2 separate regions of the Capra hircus genome follow, and region 2 is linked to region 1. The links are chromatin contacts, called in public Hi-C maps. All regions are on one chromosome and are shown on one strand. Each heading gives the region's core, a stretch centred on a gene start, on an enhancer-like site or on the middle of the called end of the contact. The rest is flanking DNA. Distances are from core to core; before and after follow the strand shown.

The links. A called contact is a pair of places that touch in the nucleus more often than the background predicts.
Region 2: a Hi-C map of blood shows a contact between it and region 1, with 3 times the contacts expected there. The contact joins the enhancer-like site here to the promoter of SNAI1 in region 1. A contact is called at or near these places in 2 of 5 Hi-C or Micro-C datasets (both in blood).

The regions. Positions count from the first base shown.
Region 1 is chr13:77,564,739-77,569,240 of ARS1.2, forward strand. SNAI1 (zinc finger protein SNAI1) reads left to right here and starts at 1,961. Exons shown (of 3, transcript XM_013968979.2): 1 at 1,961-2,125; 2 at 2,821-3,348. The coding sequence starts at 2,044.
Region 2 is chr13:77,638,636-77,642,745 of ARS1.2, forward strand. No RefSeq gene overlaps it. Among named protein-coding and RNA genes, the nearest start is that of UBE2V1, 35 kb to the right of the region's middle. Within about 2 kb of position 1,851, at least 1 of the 5 cell types and tissues checked has an H3K27ac peak or open chromatin away from gene starts, as enhancers often do.

The DNA of each region.
Region 1 (4,502 bases), core at 711-3,210:
CCTGCCCTCCCATCCTCAACACTTGCTATGACCAAATTTTAACTTTTTATCTTTCTGATGGGTGTGAAATAGTATCTCATTGTGGTTTTAATTTGCATTTCTCTCCTTACTCATGAGGCTGAACAGTCGAGAAGTTCCTGCTGAAACAAAGACAGAAAGAGACTCTCTGGTAAAGATCCTGCGGAAGAGAGATTTCAGGGGGTCAGGGAAGATGAACGGCAGGTGCCAAGGGCTGGGATGTGGAGGAACAGAAAGAAGGCGGTGGATCTTTGTGCAGGGGGAGGGGCAGAGCGGCTCAAGATAAGTGCAGCAGAGGTCAGGTCAGCAGGTGGAGGGCGGTGGTGAAGAATTCGGCTTCTGCTCTGCGTGAGATAGGGACACAGGAGGTTTGAAGCAGAAGGACACGGCGTTACTCCTCCCTCTGGATGTAGGTGGAAAATCACAATGGGAAGTAAACAGACGTACAGGAGGCCGTATTCTTCGTAGTGACTGTGTGTGGCCTGTCTCCCCAGCCTCCCCCTCTCCCCAGCTAGAACAGGGAAAGGTTGATTGTTTTCTTCACAGCACCTAAGGATCCAGACAGTTGTCCCTGCTCTCATGCAGGGTGGTGAGTGGAGGGACTTAACAGGTTTCCACAGGTGGAAACAAGTTGAAGAGACCTTCGGATTTAGGCCTGTGCCCCATCCCCAGTCCAGGACAGGAGTGGCTCTCACAGTCAGTGGGCTCAGAGGAGAGCTGGGGGTGAAGTCAGTCCCTCCCCTGGGCCCAGCCCACAGCTGAATCAATCAGTGAACCCCCGGTGGAGCCTAGCCTCAGGTCCTTTAGACACAGTTTCAATGACCGCAGACGAGTGAGGCAACTACCTGAGCTCCGCCCTTCCCCACTTCTTTCTCCCACCTGCCCAGAGTAATCTTTCTCAACCAAACTCCAAACAGGTCCCTCCTCGGCTCTCCAGGGCCCCTGGAGCAAAGTCCAGACTCCTCCAGGCCCTGACCCTGCCGCCCTGCCCACCCCACCCCCATCCTGAGAGAGGCTCTCAGTAACTCTGAGATGGTTACTGCCTCTAACCTCAGGCCTTTCCCCTCGGCATTTTCTTGACTTCCTCTGGGAAGTTGCCCAGACCCTTGGTCAAGTGACCCGCCTCTTGACTGTCACAGTGCCCTGTGGTCCCCACCCCCCCCCCCAACCCATCGAAATACACTTCCCTCTGCATTGGAATTGCCTGTTGACTTCGCCTGTCTCCCCCACGTGACTGGGAGAGCGACCCTTCAGCAGAGACCCCGAGTGTTTTGTTCAGGGTTGTATCCCCCCCAGCGCCGGGAGGGGTGCCTGGTTCGTTAGTGGGCACACAGTCAGTATGTGCGTTTTTCTAGCTGATGCCCGTTTGCTTTGCAAAAAAAAAAAAGGGCCGTGGCATTGCACACTGTCAGCAGCCACGTGGAGGGGTCCATTGCTTCTCTCCGCCCCCGAACTGTGTGCTGCCCCTGGTCAATCCCACGCTCTCTGCGGGGCACTCTACGGGCGAAGGCACCCCCTGCCCCGTTCCGACACTCGAGGAGGTGGCGGTCTCCGAAAGTCAGGTGCTCAGAGCCGCGGCGCGTGGCGCCAGGGGGCGCCAGAGGCGGGAGAGCCTGCGGCGCCGAGCCGGCCCGGGCGCCCGAGTCCTGAAGAGGGGTCCCGCCTCGTCCAGGGGTTCCCAGCGCCCCGCCCCCGGCAGCCCGCCGCCCGGCGCCCATGCACGCGCCCGAGGCCCGGCGTCCGCGCGGCCCCGCCCGGCTCCCAACGCCACGCGGCGCGAGCCCCGCCAGCCCCCAGCGCACCTGCTCGGGGCGGGGCCGCTGGCGAAGGCGCGTCTCGATTGGCGCGGAGGTGACAAAGGGGCGTGACTGGGACGGGCCACGCCCACCCGCGACTGGCGTACTTAAGGGAATCGGCGGCCCGTCTCCACTCACAGCGCAGCTGCACGGCGTCGTGGGTGGAGAGCTTTGCGATCCCGGTGCGACCCGGCGAGACCCCCCCCCCCCACCCGCTGCTTCGGCCACCATGCCGCGCTCTTTCCTCGTCAGGAAGTCTGCCGGCTCCCGCCGGAGACCCAATTACAGTGAGCTGCACGACTCTTCTCCAGGTGAGGGGACCGGACCCCTGGGGAGTTCGGGGGAGGCAAGCGAAGGCTGCATGGGGAGAGCACTGGAGGAGCAGGGGGCTTGGGGACGAAGTCGAGGGGCGAGAGTCGAGTCAAAGAATAGAGCCTGGGTGCGGATAAGCTCGGGTCAGGTGGGTCCGGGAGATGTGGAGAGGGTGTTTGGAGGGCGGTGGTCTTGGGCTGAGGAAACGGAAACTTAGCAGCCGCAGAGAAGAGGGGCGCCCCTCCCAAAAGTGAGAAGAGGAGGCTTCTATCTGGACAGACGCCGGGCCGAGGGCTCCGAAAGAGTCCAGGGGATTTGGGGGAGGGTGTGGGAGAAGAATGTGTATGGAAGGGGGCCTGGGACAGGGGTGTGGTGCCTTGGCAGCTGAGGAGACGAGGGGCCAGGATGCTGGGGTCTGGCCTCAAGCTGGGTACTTGGGTACCTCAGGAGGATGGAGATGTGGAAATGACCCCCTTGAGTCGGAGCTAGGGAAGGGGGATTCTTCCCGGAAGAGGGAGAACCAGGTGACCTGGGTGAAGAGGGGCTCAGACTGTCTGTCCTAGTAGTGAATCTGGTATTCATCTGATAAGCCCTGAGTGCTAGCCCCGTTCAGCTCCTGGCCCACATCAGGCTGATGTCTGCTGGCTGACTGAGCTCACGCCTGACCTTGCCCTCTTCTCTGTCCCCTGCTCAGAGCTCACTTTCCAGCAGCCCTACGACCAGGCCCACCTGCTGGCAGCCATCCCACCGCCCGAGGTCCTCAATCCCACCGCCTCCTTGCCGACACTCATCTGGGACTCTCTCTTGGCGCCCCAAGCCCAGCCCATCAGTTGGGCTTCTCTGCTGCCCCAGGAGATCCCCAAGGCTGGCGAGCTGACCTCCCTGTCCGACGAGGACAGCGGGAAAGGCTCCCAGCCCCCCAGCCCACCCTCGCCGGCTCCTTCGTCCTTCTCGTCCACTTCAGCCTCCTCCTTGGAGGCTGAGGGCTATGCTGCCTTCCCAGGCTTGGGCCAGTTGCCCAAGCAGCTGACCGGGCTCTCTGTGGCCAAGGACCCCCAGTCTCGCAAGGCCTTCAACTGCAAATACTGCAACAAGGAGTACGTCAGCCTGGGTGCCCTCAAGATGCACATCCGGAGCCACACGCTGCCCTGCGTCTGTAGCACCTGCGGGAAGGCCTTCTCCAGGCCCTGGCTGCTGCAGGGCCACGTCCGGACCCACACCGGTGAGTCCCACCCCACCCCTAGCCCCCATTCTCTCTGCCTTCGCTGCCAGCGCTTGTAAGATGGGCTTTGCTGTTACTTTCAGATTGGGGGAACCGAGGCCCCCGCCGTCTCCTGACACCTAGCTCGAGAGTTCGGGGAGGCCTGGCTCTGAAGTTTGGCAGAAACATGCCATCATTCATCAGCTAAGCATTCGGGCTGAGTAGATAACTTTTACATGTCCCTCAGCAGGCTCAGTTCCTCTCAGCCAAATGGGTTGGAGCTGGATATGGGAAAGGTATAAACAACACCTTGCTGTTGGGGCCAGGTGTGAAGGGGCCCACCCTGCTCCACCCTCCCCTAGCCCACCCCCACTCCCACCCTAGCCAGACAGGATGTTGTCAGCCTGCCCACCTGCCTCCGCTCTGGATCCTGCTTTGGGATCCTCCCCAGACTTTGGGCTGGCGTTTCACCTCCCTTAGCCTCTGTATCCTCATCTGTGAAATAAGCGTAAAAACACCTTGTGAGGTTTCTGTGCCGGTTAAATGAGACACCTGGGATAGAAAGAACCTGAGAAAATGCTTGAGACACGACCAGCAGGCACAAAAATCGTCCTTGGTATTTGTTCTGCTCTCAAGCCGTGTGTCTTTGAGTACGGGATTTAACTCTCTGAGCCTCTCTGATTATAACTTAATCATATGGAGTGGGTTACGGTAGTATTGTAGAGGGTGCAGTCTAGATTCAGTGGCTGCTTGTCACTTGATAATGACTTGTTATAGTATCGTGATGGTTCTCAGACCTGCTTTCCCCACCCCCACTCACTGCTGAACAGATAAACTTAATCCCATCATGCAGGCCCAGGAACTCCTTTGCTGGCAGAAAACACAATTAGGTCTTGGCATTTCAAAAACTGTAATGCTAAATGTGTAGAAACTTGTGAGATGGAACCCGTCCTAGCCTTTAGCTTTCCGGAAGTGCAGAAAAGGTAACCGCTCCACCTTTTCAGAGGGTGAATGGGGGAGGCCTCTCTGCTTGGGGCTGCTCTTCAGAGAGAGGATTCAAGGGTCATGACTGTTGGTTTTGGGGGTCAGCCTGGCCAGGTTGGAGACTCAGTTCTGGCATTTCCTGGCCCAGGGGCTGACCTCTGAGCTGTGAGGGTCAGTGAGGTGGTGTGTGA
Region 2 (4,110 bases), core at 601-3,100, 74 kb after region 1:
GTGAAATTATCTTGTTGATTCATCATTTCTGTACTCTCTGTCTCCCATGCCTGGAATGACGGCAGAGACTTTTCTGTCCATTTCTGCATTCCCAGTGCCTGGCGCAAAGGAGACCTTCGGAGACCTTCAGACAGACAGACAGACAGACAGGCAGACAGATGTCCATTCTCTGTGTGCTGCTCATGACTGCATGGGCCAACTGGCCATCCTTCAAGAAAGATGGTATTTCATCTAGGCTGGACCCCAGCCCAGGGCAAAGGTGGGGTGGGGGCTTCTGTAGCCCCCAGATCACTGCCTTCCTCTGGGGACAGGCCTGATGTTCCCAGAACCTCCTGCCAAAACTCGACCCAGGGAAATCAGATATCAGCTCATTTCCCTCTCCACCCCCGACTCCTGGACAAGCCACATGGACTCTGGACAGTTTCTAGGCCACAGAAAAGGGGGCTCAAGCCAGATTGGGAGAAGACATCTGGGACTGTACAAGGCCTTTTCAGCCAGAGATGGGCCTGGACAATTCCCAGCCAGGCTGAATATGAGGCCAGAGTGTGTAGGGAGAGACTGGGGACCAAGGTGCTGAAACCAGGGCAGAAGCAACTGAATTCGGGCAAATCCTGGGTCTATTCTTCCACTCACTCATCAAGTGTCGCCTCCCCAGTGCCCAGCACGGGGCATGGTGCAGCACATCCATGTGCCCACTGATCCATCGGTGCAGAGTGCCCATTATGTGCCAGGCACTGACAGCTGCTACCATGGCCACGTGGCATGCCTCTTCCTGCCCCAGGGCCCTTGCTCCGTGGTTCTCTTCACTCAGAACTGTCCACCCTGCCGAGTTCTGGGCATGCAATTTCTTCCACACGTTTGAAGATGTTACCTCTGCAGAAAGGCCCTCCCTGCCCAGGGTGACCTTCCCATCTTGTTCTCTTGCTGGGATATTTCAGGTATGTGCTTAATACTCTGAAATGACATTGTAAATTCACCCTGTCTGTTTTGTCTCCTCTATTCCAAAAGGGAAGTCGCTCAGTCGTGTCCGACTCTTTGCGACCCCATGGACTGTAGCTCACCAGGCTCCTCTGTTCATGGGATTCTCCAGGCAAGAATACTGGAGAGGGTTGCCATTTCCTTCTCCAGGGGATCTTCCCAACCCAGGGATCAAACCCAGGTCTCTTGCATTGCAGGCAGATGCTGTAACCTCTGAGCCACCAAGGGCAGCAATTTTAGTTTGCTTTGTTCTCTGCTGTGACTCTGGTATAGAGGTCTGCACACAGAAAGAGCTCAATAAATGTTTGTTGAATAAATGAATGAACAAACCAGTGAGTGAAAGCTCAGGGATAGGGTTTGGCTCCTAACCCAGAGGGAGGAGGTGATCTGTAACCTGAGGCCTGAGGGAGGGGGAGAGGGTGGGCTAGTGAAGACAGGGGAAGAAGGGTTTTGTCTTAAAATGCTTTTCTCCAAGGGAGGGTTGAAAGGTAGCTCAGAGGTGGTAAGGTGATTAAAATGTTAAAAGCCTTTAATCTATTGACACCATGAAAGTTGAGATATTTTACTAAATCTTGATGTCTGGCTTCTGTCCCCAAAAACGTAAAGATATGGCCATCCTGAGCTCTCATTCCAGAGGCAAGAAGGTCAGTTTCCCAGCTTGTAACATCAGCCCCTTGAAGCCTTTGAGTTTGTGACCCCTGAAGCCAGAGGCCGCCTTGGCATCGCTGCAGGACCCCACCGGAAACACCCGGGCTGGGCGACCTTGAGGACGCCTTCTGAGTCCTAGGTTCGTCCTCAGTAAAAGTGAGCTGGTAGCGCAGGTGCGCTGGTCCTCCAGGTGTGGGGTTGGGAGTGGATGCGCGCCAAACGCGCACGCCCAGATGCCTGCGAGGCCGCTGAGAAGTGGTCCTTCCTGCCCCGTCCTCCGGGCGTCCATCTGCAGCGCGCGAGCGCTCTCTGCTGGCCCGAGCGGGGACGCAGCCCTGAGCCTCAACCTGGAGCCCTGGGGCCTGCAGACCTGGAGAGTTTCTCTCTGGTGCAACAGGGTGATTTCACAGTAGCTTGAAGGGTTTGCCGTGTGCTGAGGACCGTGAAAATCTCACGGGCGCATAAAATGCTACGTAATGCTTAGCACAGTCCTGTGAAGGGAGCCCAAGGACTCTGCCCAGAGCCACACAGCCATAGGTGTACTGGGGTTGGCGTACATGACTCCAGGTCATGTGCTGAGATCCCGGGAGAGAGAGGTGACATGCGAGCCTCTCTGCTCACCCACCCGCGTCTTCACCAGCTTTACCTGGAGCTGCCAAACTCCTTACTGGGCTGGTCCCTCTGTTCGCCCTCTCAGTTAGCCCACAGTCCCTCCGTCACTCCGCGAGTTCTCGGCAGAGCCGCCGGGACCCTGCCCTCGTCACTGCCCTGGGCCTGGAGAGGAAGGCGAGGCCCCGCTCTGGAGAAGGATTCCTGAGCTCGCGGAAACCTTCTCAGTGTGTCCCAGGACAGCTTTCGGCGCTGGAGGCAGGGATGTGGATGAGCCAGGTGAGCACCGACCTGCATGGTGCCTGTTCCAGAGAGGGAAGGAGGAATCAGTAACCGAATAAATCAGTTCGTTAGGTATGAATACTTGCCAGGAGCAAAACAGCATCGGCTAATGAGGACAGCCAGCCCAGAGTGGCTGCTCTAGAGGGGCCGGCGCTCTCTCGGGGATGGGGGGGCGTACCTGTGCTGCCTGTGGTGGGAGCCCACCCCTGGACACGAGGAAGCAAGTCCTTGGCCTGGGCACCAGATGGGCGTGAGATAGCCACGTTTCGCCTGGGGGTGATGGGCGGAGAGCCCAGGGACGTGGCCCTTGGGGTAGGAGGGGGAGGGCATGAGAACTGGCTTGGGGAAGCGCGAGAGGTTTCTGAAGTGCCAAACTAGTGTGCTGGCCGGCTGCTGCAGCGTCTCCGCTTCTCGAAGACCCCGGGGCGTGGTGGGTCAGAGCACAGAACGCAGGCCAGCGTCACCCAGCCCCGCTCTGCGCGGTGTCAGGAGGCCACCGAGCCGGCCACCTGCCTGTCTTCCACCCTACTCGCCCACCGGACCCTGAAGTGGACAGGCCTCGAGGAGGGACCAAAAACGTGTCCCGCCAACCACCCAGAAGGGCTTCTGATCTGAGCTCTTTGCATCCCAAGGGCGGTGCCTGGTGAGGGCGGCCACCCATAGCTGCCCCCGCCAAGCCACACAAGAGCCATCTGTTAATGCTTCAGACGACCGTCTCAGACGGCGAGGATGCCTGTGTGTGAGGCACTCCTACAAATCAGGAGGCAAAAGGAACAGAGATGACGTAATTGAGAGGGATAAAGGGCTTCTCAGCTAGAGAAAAGATACTCAGCGCATCACATGAGAAAGTGCACAGGGAGCCATGAGCTAGCACGATTCAGCTCAGAGATGGGCGGGAAGGACGTGTGAGCGCAGATAAAGGGAAGGGAACGCAAGGAACCACCTTGCGTTGTTGGTGGGAGGGCGAGTTTGCTACTTCTTCATTTGGAGGCAGTTTGAAAATGATAGGATTAAAACTGCCCATGTCCTTGGCCGGAGAAGTCTGTTTCTAGGCATTCTTTTGGCGCGGGTGCGCCCCGGTGCGCTGAGGCTGCTGGGCTGGGGCGGAACGTCAGGGATGACCTCGGGGTCTCCATGAGGCCCTGGTCCCTGTGGGTGGCACACGGTGTACTGGGAGCTCAGCAGCTGTCCAGGGGCCTTGAGAGGTCCTGTGGGTGAAAGACATGTCTGGGGGAAGAGCGGAGTGGAGGCCACACGCCCAGTTATGCTAACTGGAGGAAAAAAACGACAACAACAGGGCTGTGGGGAGCGGGTCACGGCTTGCGTGGGGAGCGGGTCACGGCTTGCGCGTGCGTGCTCGACCTCAGAAGGATGTGCAGCGCTCCAGGCCTCGCCTTGAGGGGCGGGGTCAGGAGAGGGAGGGAACCTCACCTTCCGTTCTGCCCCCTGCTACTGTTTGAAGCACTGCCCAGGTTCCTGCAGTCTGTCTTTGGTGAACATCAAAGTGGGGTCTCCAGCTCAGATTTCTCATCACTAGAGTAAGGGGCAGGTTAATTTTTTTTTAGCATGGGAGCTGATGTGGTCTCTGTCCTT